Linked DNA regions of Macaca mulatta: region 2 is linked to region 1. The links are chromatin contacts, called in public Hi-C maps. All regions are on one chromosome and are shown on one strand. Each heading gives the region's core, a stretch centred on a gene start, on an enhancer-like site or on the middle of the called end of the contact. The rest is flanking DNA. Distances are from core to core; before and after follow the strand shown.

Evidence for each region. A called contact is a pair of places that touch in the nucleus more often than the background predicts.
Region 2: a Hi-C map of blood shows a contact between it and region 1, with 3 times the contacts expected there. The contact joins the promoter of TEX10 here to the enhancer-like site in region 1. A contact is called at or near these places in 3 of 14 Hi-C or Micro-C datasets (blood, cortical neurons and fetal cortex germinal zone).

The regions. Positions count from the first base shown.
Region 1 is chr15:57,796,413-57,801,689 of T2T-MMU8v2.0, forward strand. No RefSeq gene overlaps it. Among named protein-coding and RNA genes, the nearest start is that of CAVIN4, 22 kb to the right of the region's middle. Within about 2 kb of position 3,964, at least 18 of the 40 cell types and tissues checked have an H3K27ac peak or open chromatin away from gene starts, as enhancers often do. A contact at or near this core is called in blood, where this site is marked.
Region 2 is chr15:58,049,661-58,054,726 of T2T-MMU8v2.0, forward strand. It overlaps TEX10 (testis expressed 10), which reads left to right and starts at 2,373. Exons shown (of 15, transcript XM_028835022.2): 1 at 2,373-2,539.

The DNA of each region.
Region 1 (5,277 bases), core at 2,714-5,213:
GGACAGGAAAATCACTGGACCAAGACTGGAACAAGCTGGAATGCCTGCTTTGTAACAAGCTCTTTGTAACACGTGCTAGACACAGGGGCTCTACAGGGAGGCAAGAAAGCCATAGTCCCTTGCCCTCAGGGAGCTTACAACTGTAGAAGAATAGATATTAATCAGAAAAATTACATGGACATACGTAAAATCACAGGTGTGAAAAATGGTCTGAAGGAGCTGTCCATCATGCTTTGAAAGTGGATAGAGTGGATTCAGCCTAAGCAGGAAAGGTGGGAAGATGTCCCTGAGGATAAGATGATTCAACTGAGGTCTGAGATGAGTAGGGATTTGCCAGGTGAACAAGTGAGAGAAGATGATTCCAGAGAGAGAAGCAGTAACTGTAAAAACCATGTGGTGGAGAAAAGCTAGGGTGGGGGCTCTGGTATGAGATAAGGCCAGGAGGTAAAGAGGGGTCAGATGGTGCAGGACCTCAGAAGGCATGAAAGGAGGTGTTTTTCTTTATCCCATAATCAGAGTGAACCTATAAAATAGTTTAAGTAAGGCAGAGTGACAGAATCAGGTTTGCATTTCAAAAAAGATCACATCCTGTATCAGTTAGGGTTCAATCAGGAAACAGAAACTATGCAGCAATTTGAACGGGGAAAATTTAACATCAAGGATTATTAGATTTTTAACAGGAAATTGAAGTCACAAGGGATGGTCTGTGAGAAATAAAGAAAACTGGAGACGAGGAGAAAGAAAGAATTACAAGCATAGCCGATATAAGAAACTGCTACTAACCAAGGAGGAGCCTCCTACTGAGATCTGCAGCTTGTTGGAGATGCCATGGCCGTGGCTTACTGGACAACACAGAAGTCTCAGCGGTGGAACTTACTGAAAAACGCACCCTCTAGGGTACCAGGAAAAGCCATTCAAAAGGAGGTAACTCTCCAGAGGCACTCCACTATGAAACTGCCCAAGAGCATGCCACAGGAAGTTTCCGGCCACTGGGTGCTGCTGGCCATGGTGCACTACAGAAGCTGGTGCCTGAGAAGCTGCCCACAGGAGGTGAGCCCTGGGGAATCTATGAGCACTGCAGGAGGCTGCAGAGAGCCAGAGAGCCATACAGTCCAACTAGGAGAGAAAACTCCTCCCTCCTCCAGTGTCTCTCCAGTGCCCTCTGCTGACAAAGCTTAGCAACAAGCCAGTTGGCAAAGGAAACATATTTAAGGGACCCGGCCAGAGAAGCCTATGCAGAGTGGATTTGAAACTGAGAGACCATAAATTGATAACCAGCAAACATTGGCCTCTTAAATGGAGAGCTTTCTAGAAGAAGAGTAAGAATGCATACAAATAAACCATTTAGGAGGTGCTTAAGTAGCCTAGGAGAGGGAAGAAGAGGAGATGATAACCTATAGGTTCTGGAACAAATACATGAGCAAGTTCCCAATGGACTATGGGAAGGACACCAAGTAGCATGGCTTATGTCCCTGTGCTCACTGACCTTGCAGAAGAGCTGCCTCGAAAGGCATGGCTAAGAGACCAAGGAGAGTCAGCTGTCATACACAGGTCCTAAGACAAGAGATTGGCAGCACCAGCTGTGTGGAGTCCATTCTTTGTATACAAAAGGCAAACGAGTAGTGTTGCTCCCAAGAGACAGACTTGCCAGGCTTAACAAGAACATCAGTTCCAACAAAAGCCACGCCCAATCCATGCAAGCAAACACTGTCACAGCCAGGCCCATGAGGGCAGGCCTTTGGATCTAAAAAATTACTAGACAACAGCGAGCATGACTTGTGACAAGGCCTTTTGGCTGACAGCCAGCAATCTTGGCCTTTTGGGGCTTCATATAGGCCTTTGATCTACCTGCTATCTCAAGAAAATGGGGGGAGGGGAGTCCAGGTGAAGAGGTGAAGAGTCACAGCCTATCTCTGAGTCATCTCTCATGTCTCCCAAACATTAAATCGCCAAGTAGCAGAATCTGAGTACCCACCGAGAAGCCAGGGTTGATGTAAATTTATCAACAACTACAATTTACTAAACACAAAAATAAGCATTTAGAATGGTTTCCTCTAGGCAGGAGAACTGTGGCTGGAGAGAGAAGTAGGGCAAGTGACTATTGCTTTTTTTTTTTTTTAGATGGAGTCTCGCTCTGTCGCCCAGGCTGGCGTGTAGTGGCACGATCTTGGCTCACTGCAAGCTCTGCCTCCTGGGTTCACACCATTCTCCTGCCTCAGCCTCCTGAGTAGCTGGGACTACAGGCGCCCGCCACCGTGCCCGGCTAATTTTTTGTATTTTTAGTTGAGACGGGGTTTCACCGTGTTAGCCAGGATGGTCTCCATCTCCTGACCGTAATCCACCTGCCTCGGCCTCCCAAAGTGCTGGGATTACAGGCGTGAGCCACCGTGCCGACCGACTATTGTTTTTTAAATAAACCCTTCAGTGTGTGTGTGTGTGTGTGTGTGTGTGTGTGTGTGTGTGTTTATGACTTCACTGAAGGTGGAGAGTTTTCAATTGGATAAAGTTGTTATATGATTTTGATATTGGACTGGAATTTTAATAACTCAAATAAGATTACTCTTGGGTCTAAAAGTAACTAGAAGACTTTTTTTATTATCTGACAGTGACGTTATAAGAAGTTATAAGAATATGCCTGAGCACATGTATACATATGTAACAAACCTGCACATTGTGCACATGTCCCCTAGAACTTAAAGTATAATTAAAAAAAAAAAAAAGAAGATGGTCAGTGGGAAAAGAACAGTTTCTCTCTCCCGGTACCCCTCTGAATTCAGCTCTCTCAATATAATGGCACACACAGGAAGTGTGCTGAGAAAGAATCGAGTTCTGCTGGTTGGTGGAACCAGGATTTTGACAAACCTGAATGTAGGGGTAGTCGTGGTTTCTGAGATTTGAGTAAGCTCTTTTGTTCCATGAAAGTGTTGCTTGCTTGAAGGTTGGCTTGCATAATGCTGCAGTACCAAGCTAAGATTCTTCTCATTTTGGAAGTGTGAATCCATATCTCAAAATCAGTAGTGAAACAGACCATCCTAGTGGATTTGCAAAGCAGGACTTGGCTAAAACCTTGAATTCATTATCTGTCCATAAAGAAGATATGAGGTCAAAGAGTAGAGATGGGAAGAAAGGTCAGGTGAGGATCCTTTGGGGAGATCTGCTGAACCCCCAACCAAAGGAAGTGGTGTTGAGGGGCCTGCCTCTAACCTCAAGCTTACCAAAGAGGCCTCTGAGGGACCACTCAGGGAGCTTGCAGTCCAAGGGATGCAGTGCACTGCTGTTTCATTCCCATCCAAGAAATCTGGAGAATGGTGCCTTTCAGGTGTGGCAAATTCTCAAAGCTGATTTTTTTTTTTCTTTTTCCCCTTGTGGAGCTCTTTCAAAGTTTCCTTAAGCAATGCCTCCCCTCCAGCGGATTCCTGAAAACAACCCCCTCAACTCACGCATCTGACAGTAAGGCTCCAAGCCCCTTCTGCTGAGCTCTCACCTTCGACAGGAAGTGTCTTAAGGAGAATTTTTTTTTCCAAGTGGCCCCAGCTCCCTACCACTGACCCGCTTGGCCCAGGAAAAACTCACTCATCATTGCCCTCTTGTCATCATATGTACAATTTGTTCCTAAGTCTAATTCAACCAACGAGACAGAAACTGCAAAGCTTAAACGGCTCGGTCGCCAGCCATAAATAGAACAGTGCCAGGAGAGAACAATTTTTCAACTATAAGGAGACCAAGACAAGGGAGTAATTTACATTTCTGGTTTGCGTGAGTGGAGCTGCAAAAATAGCCCGTCATATGTATATCACTATATTTTAACAAATTTCCTATAGGTAGACGGCTAGATTGCGACAGGAATTAACAGGCATTCCTACAAAAGAAACCGGACTGACGCCAGGCGCTGAACCTGGAAGCTGACGGACACGGGAAGAGAACACCCACCTCGCAGACCTCGGCGCCTGCGCCAAGGAGCCGGCACGGCACCCGCGCTCCGCGACGCGCATGCGTTACGCCATTAGCGCTTTTCACGTGGCTCTTCCCTGGCCCCGGCGCGGGGAAATGCAAAATTCCCTCCTCCTAGCCTGCGGAGCCGGTTTCTAGAGAGAGAGGTGGCTTCTGGAACCACCTGGTCCTGCCGCAGCGTACGCTCCCCCGCCTACCTGGGGACTGGGAGGGGTTCCGGGGAGAGAGCCGAGGTTATGCCTCCGCAGCCGCACCTGCTCCGGCCAGGTGCGTGGTATTCGAGTGTAGATTTGTTGTAAGGGTTAAAGTACTTAAAGTTCCTTGCCTGAAAGAGCATAATAAATTGTGGCTGTTGTTACCTGCTTCCGTCACTTCTGGCGCCTGAGATTTGGTTCTTCCTCTCCAGGAGTAATTTTGTTTGCTCAGCCATCTTACACCTGCTGGAGAATTTTAACCAGTTGCCACACCTGCGGCCTTCACTTTATCCCTTCTTGGCTGGGCCTTCTCCTTCAGCCTGTCTCCCCCATTATTTACAAATACCCTCCTGTTTTCTGTGCTCCTTCCTGTCCCTACCTACCTCTCCTGTCCCATCTCTTGAGAGTTATCAAAGATTATCACATTTCTCTCTTCTCCTCCCATCCCATCTACCCAACTCACTGGAATCTGGCTGCTTACTCAAGCCTACCCCACTCAAACTGCTACCAGCAAGGTCCTCAGCGACCTTGTCATGCACCCCAATGAGCACTTTTCCAGGCTGCTGTCTCTGCAGTTCCTGACACATATATCTGAAACTGCTTCAAATCCCTCTGTCATCCACAATGCTCACACTCCCAGTTTTCAAAACTCTCTGATCACCCTATTTGCCACGGGTGTGTCTTCCTTTCCCTGCCCATTTCTGTTGGCTCCCAGGACACATGCTTCCTGTTTTGTTTTTTTCACACTCCACACTTGTATGGGGTGAAGATATCTTTAATGTCATTGTTTTTGCTGTGCTGATGACTCCCAAATCTGTACCTCTAGCCTAGACCTTTCCTCTGAGCTTCAAACTCCTGCTATCCCACAGGCACCTCAGACTTAGCACCCCTAAACCGTATCTTTTCCAGCAAACCTGCTTCAACTTCTGTACACTTTCTTCTTTGTCCCTCTTCTCAATGGATAGAATCATGTGCTGTCTCAAGCCAGAAATCCAGGAGCCACCTTAGACTCCTCCCTCTCCATCATGCCCAGCTGTGGGCCGGGTTCCCTAGGAAACAGACTCGGAGATATTGTAGGTGGTTTGCGTGATGCTCTCATGAACAGCACCTGTGAGTGCTGAAGGATGCAGGA
Region 2 (5,066 bases), core at 1,123-3,622, 250 kb after region 1:
GACACTGCTCTAGCTACTTGGAATATACCAGGGAATAAAACAAATGACCCATGTAAAACTTACATATTAGTGGTAGATGAGAGACAGAATCAAATAATGGTTATGATAAGTAAGTAAATCACATGGTATATTAGAAGGTGATATGTTCTAAAGGAATTCCAAGTCCTGGGAAGGTCATTTGTGATTTTAAATGAGGTGGTCAGGGTAGGCTTCCCTGAGAAGATATTTGAGTGGACTCAGGGCAGGAGAGAGAGTTAGCCACATGGACTTACTGGGGAAGAGTGTTTCAGGCAGACAGAAAAACTAAAGGAAAGGTCCAAAGCCAGGAGTGTGTCACTGGTGTTTGAGGAAGGTAAAGATGCAAGTGTGACTGGAGCAGAGTAAAAAAGGGGAGTGGAAGGTGTAGTGCTTAGAGAGTAAGGGGCTCTGTCAGAACATGGAAGAGCTTGAGAACTGATATGGTTTGGATATTTGTCCCTGCTCAAATCTCATGTTGAGTTGTAATCCCCAATGCTGGAGGTGGGGCCTGGTGGGACATGCTTGGGTCATGAGAGTGGATCCCTCATGGCTTGGTGCTTTTTTTAGTGATAGTTCTCATGAGACCTGGCTGTTTAAAAGTGTGTGGCACCTCTCTCTTTCTCTCTTGCTCTCTATCTTGCTCCTGCTTTCAACATGTGACATGCCTGTTCCCCCTTCACCTTCTGCTATCATTGAAAGCTACCTGAGACTTCACCAAAAGCTGGCAGATGCCAACATAATGCTTCCTGTAAAGCCAGCAGAACCACGAGCCAATTAAACCTCTTTTCTTTATAAATTACTCAGTCTCAGGTTTTTCTTTACAGCCATGCAAGAGCAGCCTAAGAGAAGGCCCTAGAAAGGACTCTGGCTTTTACTCTAAATGAAAGAGGGAGCCATTAAAGGGTTTTGAGCAGAAGAGTGATCTGATCTAACCTAGATCTTAAAATAATCACACAGCTGCTCTGCTGATACCAGACTGTAGAGGGAAGAGGGACAATGAGGGAAACAGGGAGATGTGTTTGGAAGCTTTTTGGAGTGATCAAGAAGTGGCTTGGACCAGAATGGTAGCAGGGGAGGTATGTTAACTGGTAAAAGTTAGGATGTCTTTAAAGGTAGAGTCAATCTCCAGATGGATTAGATGTGAGGTGTGAAAGAAAGAGGCCAAACCAAAAACCCAAAGGTTTCAGCTTGAGTAACTTCAAGGATGGTCTTACTATTTGAGATGAATAAGCTGTATGAAGAGTAGATTTCAAGGGGAATATCATCAATAGTTCTGTTTTGGACAAGTTGACCTTGAGATGTATATTGGATATCTGAAGGAAACATTGAATAAACTGTTAGATACAAGTTTGAAGTTCCGGGGACATGTCTGGTTTGCAATAAATCTTTCTTCCTCTGATCTATTCTCATAGCTTTAAATAGAATATAATGCCACATAATGCCAATGACTCCCAAATATTTATGGTTATGGTGGATTCTAGGCAGATCGTGGTGATGTGGCCATATTGCCAGCAAAGGGAGGGCAAGGTCTCTCGCGCTGCCTCTTTATCTCCAATTATGGAACAAGCATGGTTTTAGTTCCAGTGCTTGGGTCTCCCATCATTCCTTTGAATTCCTACCCAATATAATGAGGGTCCCTATCTTCGCCAGCTTTACTAATTCTTATATCTGGTGAGGTGCAGAGACAAATTTGAATCAAGGTCTGAAGTCCTTACCTGGGGCTCTTTCTTCCATGCCATCATGCCAGTCTTTGTGAAGGCTGTTTTTCAAAGGCTCATTCTTCTTATCTCTTTTCTAGAAATTTTAGTTTATTTCTTTACTTCAGAAATTAATCTCGCACTTCATTTTAGTAGCAGGAATGTTAGTGCTCAGAAACTGAAATGTTAGGGAGAATCCTTGACCAAGACTTTCAGGCTCTAGATACTAGGTGTGTCTTGCTCTAATTAAGGAAATCTTATCTGTTCCATCTCAGCCCAGTTTAATGTCCCCAAGAATTCCATCTTCAGCAGTCCAAAACTTTTCCCTTTTTCAATTCAGTTCAATTTATACTCTTCTCTGAAAGTGGCTCCAGGTCTGAAGAACTGTGGTCTGGGGGGAAGATAAAAGGCATGCTCAGCTATAACCAGGCCCACGTCCCCTAAGTTGCTTGCCCATGAAGTTATGAGCTGGACTTATGCGCCACCCTTTGTCCCGGGACCTTGCGCTGTCCTCCCTCCAGTTCCCACTAAGCAGGGGGCTTCCGGCGCGGTCCCCTCCTCTGTGGGCGGGGCCCACTGCTCCCGCTCCCGCCTCCCTGGCTGCGCGCGGCTGCGGGCTGCGATCACGTGAGCACAAGGGGGAGGGGGAGGGGCCCTGATTTCCGGGCGGCGGAAGGAGACGCGGCCGCGTGAGGACGAGGCTATTTGAAAACACGCTCCGGGAGCCAGAGTCTGAGGCCGGCGGTACACGCTGTCGCCCCGTGGGCTTCTGCTCGCTCGCTTTCCCCTCGGGCTCCGCGCCCCGGCCGCGGCCGGGTCCTCAGGTGAGCGGCAGTCGTCCGTCGGGCCGGGTCCTCCCGGGGCGCGGGACTGAGCGTGGTGGGGCCGTCGCCCCCCGATCCGCGGCCCAAGCGGGCAGGGTCGGCCGTGGACGATGTGCGCCCACCGGGTCTGGGCCGCAACGTCCCTTGGAGCTGGGCCTGGGTGTGCGGCCGGCACTGCGGGGGCGGGACCCCCTCGGCGTTTGTGGAGCTTCAGATGACTGGGCGGGTTCGCCCGGTTTCGGGTCCGAGAGAGTTTTAGGCCGGGGTGTGTGAATCGGGCCCCACTTCCCCGACTCTGGTCCTGGCCAGCGTCCCTTGGAGTAGAAGGAACGATGGTTTCCTAAAACCCACGGTGTGTTCACCTCTGGGATGGATGCAGGACCGAGTACGGAGTGGGGATGAGCTGGCGTCCCCTGTTCCACCCTCTGGTCGCCCAGGCGGGAGAGTTAAGCGAGTGGAAGGGGACCACCAGTTTTCTGGGGTCGCCCCTGCCCGGACCATTTGCTTTTTGGGAAATCTATCGCCTCTGGTTGGCCCCTCAGTGGAGTTTGGAGGAACTCCTGAGTTTAAGGGATTGGGGAGGAAATTACCAAAGGCCGAGTGCAGTACGATCCTTCTCTCTGGTTTTTTTTTTTTGTTGTTTTTTTGGAAAAGAAGTTGGAAATGAGGAAAGGTAAGAAGGTGGCAGGCAAACTATTAATAGTTGGAATTTAGTTCGATTGAAATCCTAAAAACTCTAGGATCTGCCTTTTGTTGGAATTAGAAAAGACCTAAAGTAGTAATGTGTGACATTCAGCTTTGAAACTATCGGGGATCGCAAACTTAAGGACTAGTGATGTGAGTTCCTGGCATTCCTACCTTTTGCTAAAAATCGGCTACTGTAAAAGTGGCTTAGTGGGACTTTTTGATTTGCTGTGTTATGAAAATCTTTGTTATAAGTTAAAGTCAATTACTAGTAGAACTTTGAGAATTCTTCGCATAAAAATGCTTTGTGTCCCATAATAATACTACTCGGTTTGAAAAGTCAAGGAAGGTCAATCAGCCCTCTTAATTTTCCTAGTAGAGAAAGCATTAACGTGACTAATACAAAGCGATAGATAATATGGCATAAAGTTGACAGTAGACTGTCGAAGATCCATCAGGTTGTTAATGGCTAAATAGAACCCACAGGACTGGGGGAAGAAGGGAGTTAATTTTTCTGAATGTCCTGTATTATTTACTTTAGTCTCTGGTACCAGCTAGTAATAAAATTGTAGGAAAAGCTCACAAAGTGTCCTTGCTTAATTAATGAAAACCATTTTTATATTAAAAGAGGCCAGGTGAGTATCATGGCCTTCTTTTTAGGCCTTATACCCACCCACCCACCCCCAGCTTTTTCTTTCAGACTAAGGTAACTAGGGGTGTGGGTGAGATGAAAATTTGGGAATAGGGACGAATGAAATAAGCCAAACGGTTTTGCCACGAAGACTTCCAGTCTTCAGGTTAATTCTGGTATGTTCAAGGTGGTTTTGCAGAGCTCAGTTCTGTGAATGAATCCGTTTTCAACTTCTTGATAAAGGCGTGACTTCCAAACTTTTCTGAGGTGCCTTGCTAAAACGTGTTTAGTACCACCTACCTTGCATGGTTCTATGCAGATTGTATACTGAGGTACACACTGCATCTAGTACCGGGCTTGGTACGTACTGATCCTGAGACTTGAGGGACACGTACATGTTTATGCTTAGAGCATACATATTTAACCGTGTACCAGGCACAGTTCTGAGTGTTTTACAGTTGTGTATGATTATCCCTATTTTGTAGATAGAAATTGGGACAGTGTACAGCTAGAAAGCGTCGGAGTCTGGATAAGAACCTAATCAATTTGGTTGTAGAATTGGTTCTTCACCTGTGGGAAATCCTACCTCATGGCGATCTAATATAACCCTGTAATTAAGTGAATTTGGATATATTGTCATAGCTGATTAGCTTCTGAATTCCTTGAACTTGAGCTGCTCAGTATTGCACTGGCCATTTTATTAATATTGTAATAATGGAAATTTCCATTTTACCCATTTTTTTCATACCCTCGTGTGTAGCACTGTCCCGCTTTTTATGGCCAGGCACAGGATAATTATGATAAACCAGGCGATTAGGGGAAGTTTTATATATTCCAGAGGTACTTACCCTATTCAAGTCGTGTACAGTGGAACGCAGAGTTCGTTGTTCTCGGTTGTGGAAAAGGCTTCAAGAAGAATTTAGCTGGTTCCAGGTAGAAGAGGCTATTGTTTTAGATAGAGGTTAGCTTGTGGGAAGATAAAGCTGGAGAGGATGGATGGGGCCACTTTAGGAAGGACCTCCTATGTTCTGCTAAGGAGGTTTTACTGTGTATGAGGAGTAGAACAACTGAGAGCTCTTGAGTCTTGGTCTTGAGATCTGTGTTTAGAGAGAGCTCTCTGGTAAAGGTCCGGTGGACTAGAGAGTAGACACTAGATAGTAGCCAAGAGTACCAGTGAGGAAGGTATTGAATGGTAAAAATAAAGGACTTCTT